Regions from separate parts of the Mus musculus genome. Here region 2 is linked to region 1. The links are chromatin contacts, called in public Micro-C maps. All regions are on one chromosome and are shown on one strand. The core of a region is the stretch at or near the end of the contact, and the rest is flanking DNA. Distances in the headings are between cores, read along the strand shown. Region 1 holds the start of Tango2 (transport and golgi organization 2). Region 2 has its middle 11 kb from the start of Gm41429.

Region 1 (6,871 bases), core at 420-2,919:
ATGCTCTTTTAGCCTCAAGCCCGTGTCCTGCTTGTCCATGACTACCTCTTAGTCCTGTAGACCAAGTGATCTGGCAGCTCAGATGGAGACAGCTGGCAGGAGCACAGGGTGACTGTGCTAAGCTGGAGGAAGAATGGAAGTGCCTAGCTAGGTCTGCCACCTGCTGGCCAGGAGTCATAGTCTCCGGAGTCTGGTCATGTTTGCAAATGATTTCCTTTAGTTCTCAGGAGGAATGCTGGTGAGGCTGTGTGAGAGAGGGCAGAGCTGTGACTGGGTCTGGCTACAGCCTTGCTTTCGCCTCTCTGAGTTCCAGTTTTCTGCAAAACATCAGCATTGAAGTTTGGGACCATGGCACCTAGATCGTCCAGGCAGCTAATGCCACTTGGCATTTTTTTTTTTTTTTTTTTTTAGATTTATTTATTTTTTTTTTATTATATGTAAGTACACTGTAGCTGCCTTCAAACACTCCAGAAGTCAGATCTCATTACGGATGGTTGTGAGCCACCATGTAGTTGCTGGGATTTGAACTTCGGACCTTTGGAAGAGCAGTCGGGTGCTCTTACCAACTGAGCCATCTCACCAGCCCGGCATTTTTTTTTTAAATCAATTACATTTTATTTTGTGAGTATATACCACAATGCACATGTGGTGATCAGAGAACAACATAAAGGACACAGATCTCTCCTTCCACCATGTGGATCCCAAGGATGGAACACAGGTGGCCAGGTTTGACAGCGAGCATCTATACCCAGGCAGCTATCTTGCTAGCCCTTTATTTTACTTCAAGTGAATAGCTTAACTGCTCTGAGCAATTATATTTACATCTCTCAAGTGGAGTGAATGAGAACTGGGTATCAAGTCAACTGGGTTGAGAGTCTGTAGTACAGTATCATTGTCTTTAATGTGGTTGTGATCCTTGTACTGAGTACTCACTTTGGGGAGGACCTCTGATGCTCCCTCCACCTTAGCGATGGATGCTCAAGCCCCTTACACAACCTGATATTAACAGGTACAGGAAGCCCCCAGTGATTGTCCTGGCCCTGTTCTAAATGTCCCAGTCATTGTCCAAACATAGCTCAAGCATGGTAAATTCCTCATCCTTGGGGGTCTGGACTCACAGAACAGCCTCTGTGACTTCTTAAGGACTATGGAAGGCACGGTGGAGCAGAAGTCCGTGTTCTGTGTTGTTTTTTAGTGCAGGGAATACAATAGATGAGAAGTCAGAGGCCAAGGATACAGGCAGTCTAGTAAGACTTGGAGGCGACAAAGGGAGGGGAGGGCTATCTGGGACAGATGATATGGTCTAGAGATAAAGACCAGGACTTTGTCTAAAGGGGGTGGAGGTGGGTCCAGCGCCTGAACCGGGCGGGGTGCAGGGTCTCACAGAGATAACCCACAGGCTGAGGAGCTGTGGCTGCATGAAAGGACCAGATGCCCACACAGCTCCAGCCTTGGTGCATCGCCAGCCTTGGTGCATCTCCAGTCTTGGTGCAGCTGCGGGGGCGGAGCGCTATATCTCTAAGCGACAGCACATACGGCCAACAAGGCCGCGGTTCTGGGTTCGATGCTCCGCCCTTCGCTGCTGCGCCCAATAGCGAGCGCTCTGGAGGCGGGCCGGGCGGGTTCTGGGCTGGAGGCTAAAGCCCGCGGGTGCGGCACCCGGAAGTCGGCGGCGGCGGAGGCGGTGAGTGTGCAGCGGGTGGCTGGGGCTAGCGGGCTGCGCTCCTGGCGGGGCTGACCCAAGGTCGGGCGCCGGGCTCCTGGAACGCGGTCTGGATCAGGTTGGTCGAGGACGAGGCGGTCCGCCCCTTCTCGTCATAATTCAGTTTTCCCTTTCCAAGGCATTAAATGGAAACTAAACGGCCTGCTGGTTCGGGACTCTAGTCTGACAGACCAGACCAGACTGTCTCTGATAATTGAAAGCAAAACCCTCACGGTACTGGAAGATGTTTCTATTTATCCCTGTCAGGATTGGGTGCGGGGAAGGGTCTCGGCAGCAGGGGCAGACTTGCTGTGTAAGAGGCTAGATTGGCGGGACAGAGAGCTGCATGGTTGTTGCAGGGTGAAGGGCTGCAGTCTCCAGTGTCAAGAATTACTCTGGAGCCTAGTCATGTCGCCCCTCTCACTCTGAAACCTCCGATGGGGCCTTGGGCTTCACAGAATGTCAGAGTAGACAGCAAGTGCTGGGTCATTCTTATGCCTGATATGGGCTTTACTGGGCTGGCGTAGTGAACCCTTGCTCAGAACGGGAGGACATTGCGTGTAGGCTGCATCCAGGCCAGGTCTGGCCCCACTCTAGGCTCATTGGCAGCTGAGGTTTTGCTTGTTTGCCTCTTGGACAGTGGACAAGGAGGCCCTGATGTTGAGATCCATCCATGTACCCTCAGCATCTTTCCTATGTTTCCTTCTGCCCGATAAGTCATGTCTTTAGAGTGCACCCTATGCCCTTGCAAATGCCTTGCTCAGCAGACCTGTCTGCTGTCTGGGCCTGCTGACTACCGTTTTGCCACTACTAAGCTCAGCCATCTTCTATGGGGTAGATGTGACAGCTATAAGGGACAGGTGAGAGACATGTCCTCTAGACAATTTTTTAAGGTAGTTTCATTAGTCCAACCTTGTACATAGTGAAGTAAACTCTAGCCAAGGAGGCATGTGTTTCCAAGGCTGCTGCAAGCCAGGGTGATTGGCTTCCAGGCCCGTGCTTCTTCCCCTTTCCCTGAGACCTCCTGGGTCATGTGGTCTGCTGGAGAGGGTGACTGTTCCCAGATAGAACAGAGCCTCTGCCCCTCCTCCAGATTCCTAGTGTTGCTGCTGGGATGTGAGATGCTGTGGTGCTCACATCTCTTCAGGTTCCCCCACATGGTCCCCAATCCCACATTTTCATTTTACTTTTGTGTCTTTATTTTACTTTAAGTGTTTGGGGGACACATGGCAGAGGGGCCCAGCTCCCAGCTGTCAAGTCAGCAGCCTGAGAATTTCCCCTAGTTTTAAGGACCTAGTCTCAGATCACACCAGGCTTTGATGATGAAAAGAATTCCAGGCTAGCCAGTTTAGGAAGCAGAGTTGGAGATTGTGTTAAAGATATTTAAATAGAGGCTTAAGTATGAAGATTAGGCACAAAAGAGGTGCCCAAAAGAAAAAAGTAAAACATACTTCAGAGCTTGGGCTCGGAGCTTCTCCGCTTCTCTGATGCATCTCATTGAGTGAGGTTTAAAAGTCCTGTCTTATTCATGGCTCCTAACTAGGTTCAAAGTCAAAAGTTCAGCCCTGGGAATAGAGGAAGGTAGGATATCTTACTGTCAACAGTTTTGTTTGAGGTTCTCTAACTGTGTCTGGGAAGAGAGATAAGGCCATACCCAAGATCATATGCATTTTTTTCAGGCCTTAAGTGTATTGTTATCTTAACATAAAATACCTGTAAATGAGGCCAGGCATGGAGGCTCACACCTTTAATCCCAGCACTTGGGATGCAGAAGCAGGCAGAACTCTGTGAGCTTAGTCAGGGCCACACAGTGAGAACTTGTCTCAAAACAAACAAACAAACAAACAAATGTAAAAATATCTGTATATGAAAATCCTGGTAAGCGTCGGCACCCGTAGCACTGACTGTGCTGGGCCACTTGCTTTTTGCTGGCAAACGCATTAACCCTGGTCCAGGAGGAGGTCCTGCCCTTGCTTCTCTTCACGTCATTGGCCTGTGTCTCCACCCTGCCTCAGCTAGATGCAGTCTGATCACCTACTTGCTCTCATATATGGTACCCCTTAGCCCTTCCCTGGATGTGGGTGACCGATCACCTGTACAAAGAACAGGACAGGAAGGCTTGGAGGAGTTCTAGAAACAGAGCCAAGTTTGTTGTTGACACTAGGTGGGGAAGAGCCAGAGTTCGTCCTTTGGTGATGTGTCAGTCAGCTTACAACAGTAGTAACTGTGAGTCTGGCGTGTGTTGACTCAGACCACAGGGCCTGCTTGGTAAAGGGCTCCTGACAACAAGATCACCTCAAGCCAACTTGATTTTTTGAGATAATCTGTACCATTTTCACCTCTTACCTCAACTATTCATTGTTTGTTCTTTGAGGCAATATAGTCTTGATGAGACTAGAACTTGCTATGTTGCCCAGGCTGGCCTTGAGCTCCTGGCTGTCTTATTTCTTGGCCTCCAGGGTGCTGTCAACTTTAATATTCTGTGTGTGTGTGTGTCTGTGTGTGTGTGTGTCTGTGTGTGTGTGTCTTGCTATGTCACCTAGGCTGACATTGAATTGGCCATCCTCCTGTCTCTGCCTCCTAGGTTGGAGGATCACAGGTGTGCATGCTACACCCAGCTCCCCTTTGAGATTTCAAAAGTCATGTATACAAACTTAAAAAAAAAAATGCCTCCATGTCCCAGCAACTACTCCCATGGTATACTGCTGACACTTGTGTCTACTGGCAAGGTGTCTTAGTGCTTGCCTCTATCCTCTCTGGAGAAGCTGTGAGCTAGAGATGGCTCTATAGTTAAAAGCACTTGTTCTTGTTTGTTTGTTTATTTCAAGACAGGGTTTCTCTGTATAGTCCTGGCTGTCCTGGAACTCACTTTGTAGACCAGGCTGGCCTCAAACTCAGAAATCCGCCTGCCTCTGCCTCCCGAGTGCCACTTGTTCTTGCACAGGTTCTGGGTTTGGCTCCTAGCAACCAGATAGCGCCTTCCAGGAAACCTGACATCCTCTTTGACCTTTGCAGGCACCAGGAATGCATATGGTACACATAGGCATGCATGTAAGCTAACTATCAGATGCATAAATAAATTATTTTAAAGATATATTTATTTTATGTATATGAGTATACTGTAGCTGTCTTCAGACACACCGGAAGAGGGCATCAGATCCCATTACGGATGGTTGTGAACCACCATGTGGTTGCTGGGAATTGAACTCAGGACCTCTGAAAGAGCAGTCTTATCCACTGAGCCATCTCTCTAGCCCACCCCGTCCCCTTTTTTTTAAAAAAGAAATGCCATATTTTGTCTGGTTCTAGATCAGCCAGGGCTCCTGTTTCAAAAAACAAACAAACAAACTAAACAGAATATCCTATTTTATGTATTTATTATTTAATACAAAATGAGGTGATAGAAGCCACCTGAGGGCCAGGCCTGTCGCTATTGTGGGGGCAAGGGACAGGCTGGGCTTCCTACCAAGAGAAAACTGAAATGCTTGCCAGCCCTGTATCAAGCTTTCTGTCAAGCCCATAGTATGTTTGGTTTGTGCTATTCCTTTGAACTGTGAATGACACCCTGGTGTGAGGTTGAATTAATGTCTTCAGAGCATTGGGGAGATCTGAGGAGAAGGTATCACAGGAGACAATTTGTCATGGTGAACTGCTGTGGAACAGCTGGATTGAGCAGCATAGGCTTACAGAGCTCTGGCTGCCAAGATGGGAGGAGAGGAGGGTGCTGCAGCTGATTGGTTGCCTGGGGATTTCTCAGCCAAGGTCTCAGGAATGGTGACACTGTGTTCCATATGTGTTTACCTCTTCTGCTGGCACTCCCTGGAGCCCAGATCACAGCCCATCACATCGGAAGTTTCTTCCTGTCTTGTCCTGCCCAAAAGAACAGCTTCACCCCCAGGAGCTACTACAGCCAGCAGTGACTTGGCTGCAGGACCTGGCCACTGACCATCTTTTTCAGACTGATATTTTTACTCCTTGTCATTGAAGTTGTCAGCTGATTGCATGAGCCCCAAAGCCTCTGCCCAAAGCCTTGATCCAGACACCCCTGATAGACTGTCTCAAATTGTTAGCTCTCCAGCTGGGAAGTCAGAAAAACATCACTCCTGTTCCTTTGTGTGTGCCCCACATTGCCACCTTTCTGTTCACATACCCTGCTTGCTTTTTTTCAAGGTCCTGGGTTATGTTGCACGGTGCTCAGGTAAATAAGACAGTCCACTTGTGCTCTGCCCTGTGCCTCTGTGTTCTGTGCCATGACATCGGCTCATTCTCTCTTGGTTTCTGCTGCATATATCAGTATGGGGAGAGCAAGGTTTCTGAGTTTTCTTCTAGGGCTCTTTGGAAGTAGGCAGCTTTCTTTGTCTTGAAACATGCCAACGGCAGGCACACAGGTTTTCAGCATCATACTTGATGGATTCTATTAGGAAGCCAGTCCATTCACAGGCAGAGACAAAAGCCACTGCTGTCGCCCAGGCATCTGCTTCTTCTTGTCACAACACTGTCCCTGAGACCAGATGGTTCTGTCTGCCTTCTGACACCATGGACAGGTCTTGCTTATATCTAGTCTGTAATGGTTATTCCTGGTTGTCAAGTTGTCTATATCTGGAATGAGCTACCGTCCAGAATTGGAGGGCTCACATGTGATCCAGATCATGAGGCTGGAAGACACAAGTTTCTGACCTGGATCTTGGCATGAAGATCTTGAATGGATCTGAAAGCCCACTAGATCTTAGGCCCAGATAGGGTAGTACACACCTTTATCTTTTTATTTTTTTAAAAGATTTATTTATTATTATACATAGGTACAGTGTAACTGACTTGAGACGCATCAGAAGAGAGCATCAGATTTCATTACAGGTGGCTGTGAGCCACCATGTGGTTGCTGGGATTTGAACTCAGGATCTTCTGAAGAGCAGTCAGTGCTTACAGGCTGAGCCATCTCACCAGCCCAATACATACCTTTAATCTCAGGAGACTAAGGCAAGATCTCTGAGTTCAAGGTCAGCCTGGGACAAAATTTGTTCTGGATCCAGGTATGGTGGTACACACCTTTAATCTGGGCCACACCTTCTGCTGGAGACCTACATAAGGACATTGGAAAGAAAAATTCGTTCTTCTTCGTTTGCTTGCATTTACTTCCAGCACATCTCTTGCAGTCTACTTCTACAGAAG
Region 2 (6,848 bases), core at 731-3,230, 340 kb before region 1:
GGTACAGGTACAGGTACAGGTACAGGTACAGGTACAGGTACAGGTAGACACAGGCCCTGGTGCTTGCATAGCAAGCACTTCATCCAGTGAGCCATTTCCCAGCCCTTCAGTTACTTTTTAAGATGGTGTTCCTGAAGTCTGACTTGCATAACCTAAAATGTGTGCAATCCACTAGGACATGCACTCAGGCCATCCCAGAGCATCCCAGCACTCCAGCAAGGGGTGGGTGCCCTGCTCCTTGCAGTCTTCAGGTACAGGTTCCCTCTACTTTGCCCTCCAGCCATACACATAACTTAATAATATTTAGAGAAAATAACATGGCTGTGCACTGCTGGAAAGTACTTTAGGTAAAGGAAGCAGAGGTGAGGCAGAGAGCATGTTACTGAGTACACGAGTCCCACACAGCAGTGTCTCCCATCATGCACAGAGCACAGGAGTCCCACACAGCAGTGTCTCCCACCATGCACAGAGCACACGAGTCCCACCCAATCTCTCCCATCATCTCTAGTGTCAACTCGACACACACTTGACACTCTTATCGGGGTTGACCCGAACCCAACCAACCACATGCTGGAAAATGTTTAATTTTTTTCAAATAACACTTATAGGCAGATTTGCAGTTTCCATCCAGCAGGTGCGTCATAGAGATCCAGCCATGACATTTACTTATAATCACAGAAATTGGAAGTCTGAAACAGGAGGATGGCAAGCAAGCATATCTATGAAGGGTGCCAGGGAACGGGAGTTGTATACATTTGTGAGCTGCGATGTGGGTGCTGAGAATTGAACCAGAGTCCTCTGACAGCAGACAGTGCTCTTAACCACTGAGCCACCTCTCCAACTCCCAATTTTTAATTCTTAGAGCAAAAATAAATAAGTACATTTATTTCATTAGCATGCAAATTTGGGGATTTTTAAAAAGTAAATAAATGGTAAATTACAGGTACACCAAAGACATTTTAAAACAAAATTCTTTATGGTTTGTTATGGTTGTTTATCACATAAAAATTTGATTTTGTAGGGGCTGGAGAGATGGCTCAGCGGTTAAGAGCACTGATTGCTCTTCCAGAGGTCCTGAGTTCAAATCCCACAACCACATGGTGGCTCACAGCCATCTGTAATGGGATCTGACTCCCTCTTCTGGAGTGTCTGAAGACAGCTACAGTGTACTTATATACATAATAAATAAATAAATCTTTTTAAAATTTTTTATTTTGTCGATCTATTTCATATGCCTATGTACCCAAGGCTGTACAAAAAATCCACAGGGAGAAGGGATCAGTAAGGGGAAGTTTCAGGAATGTTGGTTTTGAGAGTCAGGGAACACTGGGTCAGTCTCTGAATTACCTGGTTGATTGTGCCTGGGATATGGGCAGCTTCAGAACTTAGGGTCTATGGATGCTATGTAAGCAATCTCTCCAAGGTACTCATCATGCGCGCGCGCGTGCGCGCGCGCGCGCGCGTGTGTGTGTGTGTGTGTGTGTGTGTGTGTGTGTGTGTGTGTGTGTGTGTCTGTCTGTCTTTGTACATGTATCTGTCAGTGTTTATAGGAGTGTTCATGTGTTTCTGTGAATGTCTGTCTGCATGTGTCTCTGTACTGTACATGTCTGTCTCTGTGTATGTGTCTGTGAGTGTGTCTGCGTGTATGTTTATGTGTGTCTGTGTGTGTCTCTCTGAGTGAGTCCTCTGTCTGTGTGTGGTGTGTTTCCATTGACCCTGTTGGGTGGAAGCACCGCAGGTTTTTCTCCAGCTTCCTCCCTCCCTTCTCTACATGCTCACCTTTGCTGAAGCAGAGCCTTGCCCTTAGGGAGTCAGAGCCGTGAGATATCTCCTCTCTTGGCGACTAAGACCAACGTCAACTAAAACCACACCAGAAAAAGCAGCTTCTGTCCAGCACGTGCCCTACAGAGATCCAACCATGACATTTACTGCCCATCTGCCTGATAGCTGGGATCTGAGGCCCCCTGTCGGTGGAAACTGGCCAAATCACTCAGATTGCCCTGCCATGATTTGAGTCACCTTCTGCCTTGGGCTCCGAAGATCTGGGCTGAGTGAGCACTCTGGAATGAAGGCGGGCCTGAGCTTAGATATAAACACCGTTTCTCCCTGTGTGTCTCCTTCTCTCTGGGTCTCTCTCTGTGTGTTTTTCACCCTTCTTCCCACCCCTCCTTCTTTCCCTCTCTCTGTTCTTCCCCGTTCTTCCACTCTTCTCAGTTTTATTGAGACATTCTCCAAGCCCAGAACGCAGGGTTCTGATTTGTCAGAGGTGAGTGCAGGCCAGCTCTGGGAAGAGTAGGATTCTCATGTTCCAGGAGAGGCTGACCAGCGCTGCAGACTGAACTGGGGCCCAGCCGTCTGCTGACCTCTCAGCTCAGCTCAGCGCAGCGCAGGGCAGGCCCTCCCTCCTGCCCTTCTGCAAACCGCACCGCCCTGGAGACTGGAGTGTTTGTGGCAGCCTGGTCCCGCCCTCCCCCTCTCCTGGCGCCTCCCGGGTCCCACGCTCCGCCCAGGCTGAAGCAATGACTTATTTGTGTATTGAGGTCACGGCAGCCCCTGGGGACAGAGTTGTCAGCCTGTGCCGCGGCCACAGGGTAGGCACTCACCAAGTCAATAATCGGTCTGAGGACTAGCGACTAGCCTTTTATTCCTTAGGTCTTTGAATTTTAAATTTTTTTATAAGAAAGGCATTTTATGCTAAAATTATAATAAATGTTTCTTTTCTGTCCTATTCACATTAAAATTTTTTTAGCTATATAGTTTATTTCTAGGTTCTCTTCATTTTCTCTCACTCACTTTACATCTCTATCTCAGTACCCCTCTCCTCCCTTTCCATAACACGCCCCTCTTTCCAACCTGAAAAGGGGAATCCCCCCCCCCCCCACCAGTGTTTCTTTGAAATGAGAATGTGCCTGCGGGTTCAGGAGGTGAGATCTGGAGGATCCTGAATTACAGGCCAGCTTGAGCCGCATAGGGAGACCAAGTCAGAGAAAGAGCCGGGTGGGAGGGAGAGGTGGAGAGATGGGGAGAGGAAAAACAGGCTTGGCTGAAGGCTTGTGCTTGTTATACTAGTGTTTAGGAAGAGGAGGCAGGATAATCAGAAGTTCAGCCTCAGCTACATAGTCCATTTGAGGCCAGCCTGAGAAACATGAGAACCTGTCCCCAAAACTAGTGAGCCCCCTCCCACCGAATAAGTAAAATAAGCACATGCAAGTTTCAGAGAGACCGAGCTGGGAAGCTCAAGGCATCACTAGGCCACCCAGCAGAGAGAAGTCACCACCTCCTTTGCCTGGGGGTGGGGGTGGGGAGTGTGGATGTGTGGATGAACAAGCAGTCCCTGATTGTCCTTGTGCTCTGACAGGTCACCTTGCTGCCCTTTCAAGCACAGGACCCTGGCCTGGGGGTCACACAGATGCCTCCTTCTCACTATGCAGAAGCCTGCTGCTTTGTAAGCTCCTTTGGAGGCAGGGCAGTTTGCAGCTTGCTGAGAAGAGCATGGGTAGCAAGGCCTCCACACACAGGCAGCTCTGCTGCAGCCTCAGTGATGAGAGGCAGTGAAGCCTCTGAGCATGGTGGGCACAGTCTGAGGGTCCAAGATGCTGCCAGGGTCCTTCCTTCTACCCTGTAGAAGCTGTACATCTGCCCAGTTGACAACAATGGGGTTCTCCACTATGAAGGATGGACTACGGGGCACCCTTGAGTACGTGAGAGTTTCTGTGTAAGCACCACACCTAAGAGAAAAAATGATCTGCATTTCTCTTAGGTTGACTTATTTCACTTAACACAGTGCTCTCCGATTGCAATCATTTTTCTGCAAATGACGTCATTTCATTCTTTTTGGATGAATAAAAATCCATTGACTATATACACCATAACTTTTTTACCCTTCTATCTGGTGATAGGTACCAAAACTGATTCAATGCCCTGGCTGTTGTGAATAGTGCTACAAAATTGGGGGGAGGGGCTATTTTAAATATGCACATCTATATGACATGAAGATGAAAGAGCAATAGAGAGCAAGAGAGGGAGAGACTCAAGAGGTGCACATGACCACATTAAATAAGCACAGGGATGCACACGAGCACAGTGATGCACATGGACACAGGGATGCACATGGACACAGTGATGCACATGGACACAGTGATGCACATGGGCACAGGGATGCACATGATCACAGTGATGCACATGGACACAGGGAGTGTACCTGGTCACAATTAAAATGCATGATTCTAAAAATGATATCTAGCCCCACAATGTCCACATTTCCTGTCCCTCCCATTCCCCTTTGTGTTGATTAGCCAATTGCATAAGATGAGATGCAAGTGCAACAGCGTGAGATGCAGCCAACACCTGTGTTCAGCCACGCCTGCTTCCTGCTCACTAACCCAGTTTGCATTAGACACTTTCCTTTGCAATAAAACACTTTCCATTTATTCATGGTTATTTTTCAATGCCATTAGACTTGTTATTTTTTTACCCTATCAAAAGAATTAATTTGATTTTTTGTTTTTGTTTTTTTTTGTTTGTTTGTTTGTTTTATTTTATGTATATGTGTACACTGTAGCTGTCTTCAGACACACCAGAAAAGGGCATTGGATCCCATTACAGATGGTTGTGAGCCACCAGGTGGTTGCTGGGAATTGAACTCAGGATCTTTGTAAAGAGCAGTCATTGCTCTTAAACTTTGAGCCATCTCTCAAACCCTAATTTCTTTTTAATTTATACATTTTATTTTATGTTTTGTCTGCATATATTCATGTGCACTACATGTGTGCTTGGTGCCTGAGAGGTCAGAAGAAGACATTAGATTCTCTACAACTGGAGTTACAGAATGTTATGAACTGCCATGTGGGTGCTGGGAACTGAATTCAGGTGCTCTGCAAGAATTCCTAACCATAAAGCCATCTCTCCAGCTCTAATTACTTTATTTGTTTGTTTGTTTGTTTCTTTTGTTTTTTCAAGACAGGGTTTCTCTGTGTAGCTCTGGCTGTCCTGGAACTCACTCTATAGACCAGGCTGGCCTCAAACTCAGAAATCCACCTGCCTCTTAATTACTTTATTTTTAAAGGTGTTTTATTTCATTTTGTTTTTGGTTTGGTTTGTTTTTTTCTAGACAGGGTTTCTCTGTGTAGCCCTGGCTGTCCTGGAACTCACTCTGTAGACCAGGCTGGCCTCGAACACAGAAATCCACCTGCCTCTGCTTCCCAAGTGCTGGGATTAAAGGTGTGTTCCACCATGCCTGGCTTAAAGGTGTTTTATTTCATGTTTCCCCATTAGCATTTTTTTTTTTTTTGGAGACAGGATCTTGCTCTGTAGCCCAGGCTAGCCTGGGAGTGGGGAAACTTGATCTGTTCTCCCTGCCTCCGGCTACTCTTCCCAAAGCTGGAATTACAGACCTGCCTGGTTACACAGGGCCATTTTAGTAAACCTTTACTAGACAACTTAGTGTTAACTAAAACACAAGGAAGAGGCTTACCCGGCTGACCATGCCCTGGCCTGCAGGACCATAGGATTCCCTGACTGAGGCTGAGAGCACCTGGCCTCTCTCCAGATAAATTGGGCCTTCTCTGGGTACAAGACCAAAAGGCACACCCCTCATATTGATGGCCGTTCCTGCCCCAGCCAGGGTCCATCTAGGAAGAGAAGCATCCATATGAACTGGAGTTCAGGGACTGTTGGGCTGTAGCAACTCTGGAGGTGGTGAGTATGGAACCACCAAGCCTGAGGCAGTCAAGCCTGGCACAGCTCCGCCCACTTTCCACAAAAGGAGAGAGGAGCCGGCCAGCTGCCCAGTGCACTGAGCAGCCTGACAGAGGGCACTGGCCCCAGCTGGGGCCACTGATGCTCCCCCTCACTGGGACTCTCTCTCTGGTGGCCATACATTGTTTGACGGGAGTTTGTTTTTCTTGGCTCTAGGTAGCAAGATTAGTTACACACTTTGTAATTTTTGGTATTGACGGTATTTTTAACCAGTACACACAGCATCGTGGGAACATCCTGGAGTTCCCGGCATGTCTGTAGTCTAAAATCAGCCCTGTTCCCACCCCAGCCTTCCTCTTTCCCCCACAGAATGGCGCAGTAGGATGTCTAACTTGTTCATTTAGCATTTTAGCCTAAACCTGGGTAGATGTGGGGAACTCAGAATTCCCACATTGTAATGGTTCATCTTCACTGTCAGCCAGATTTACAATTACAATGGACACATCCTCTGGGTGTGTCTATGACTCTGTTTTCCGAAAGGTAAAGACTAACCTTGAACACAGGCACCGCCATTGTTATGATATGATATGATATGATATGATATGATATGTTATGATATGATATGATTCAGTGTGTGTGTATGTGTGGTGGGGGTACATGGTAAGCCCAGGCCAAGGCATCCCCTGAGAAATCACGTTATGCTACAGATCTGGTATAAAGGAGGTTTAGTTGGAGTGAGGTCCTGGAGAAGGGGTAGAGGCAGGCAGACAGGAACAGAGGCATGAGGGCAGAGAAGGAAGACAGAGAAGGACAGAAAGAAGAACTGAAAGGGAAAAGAAGAGACCAGCTGAGAAGAAAGGAAGAGGGGAAGGAAAGGAAAGGAAAGGAAAGGAAAGGAAAGGAAAGGAAAGGAAAGGAAAGGAAGAAAGGAGATACTGGGAGGCTGGCCTCTCCTCTCTCTTTGCTTCTGGACCATGAAGTGAATGGCTTCCTTCATTATACATCCTGCTGTGACACTCTTGCTTTGATGCAGGCACAGAGCAACAGGGTCAAATGAACATGGACTGGGACCTCAGAAGCTACAAGTCAAAAGGAAAGGAAGAAAGAAAGAAAGAAAGAAAGAAAGGAAGGAAGGAAGGAAGGAAGGAAGG

What was found. Hi-C and Micro-C count contacts between places; a contact is called where the count stands out from the background.
Region 2: a Micro-C map of the HL-1 cell line shows a contact between it and region 1, with 2.4 times the contacts expected there. The contact joins the enhancer-like site here to the promoter of Tango2 in region 1. A contact is called at or near these places in 9 of 39 promoter capture datasets (the 3T3-L1 cell line, 3T3-L1-derived adipocytes, the C10 cell line and 5 more), 1 of 15 datasets of contacts at CTCF or cohesin (the NIH/3T3 cell line), 12 of 484 Hi-C or Micro-C datasets (the G1E-ER4 cell line, the HL-1 cell line, the N1E-115 cell line and 8 more), 1 of 115 datasets of contacts at active chromatin or transcription factors (pancreatic cancer cells) and 2 of 9 other capture datasets (liver and pancreatic islet).

What each region holds. Positions count from the first base shown.
Region 1 is chr16:18,338,708-18,345,578 of GRCm38.p6, reverse strand. Tango2 (transport and golgi organization 2) reads left to right here and starts at 1,669. Exons shown (of 9, transcript NM_001359109.1): 1 at 1,669-1,781.
Region 2 is chr16:18,682,708-18,689,555 of GRCm38.p6, reverse strand. No RefSeq gene overlaps it. Among named protein-coding and RNA genes, the nearest start is that of Gm41429, 11 kb to the left of the region's middle. Within about 2 kb of position 1,980, at least 313 of the 459 cell types and tissues checked have an H3K27ac peak or open chromatin away from gene starts, as enhancers often do. A contact at or near this core is called in 3T3-L1-derived adipocytes, the HL-1 cell line, the N1E-115 cell line and 13 more, where this site is marked.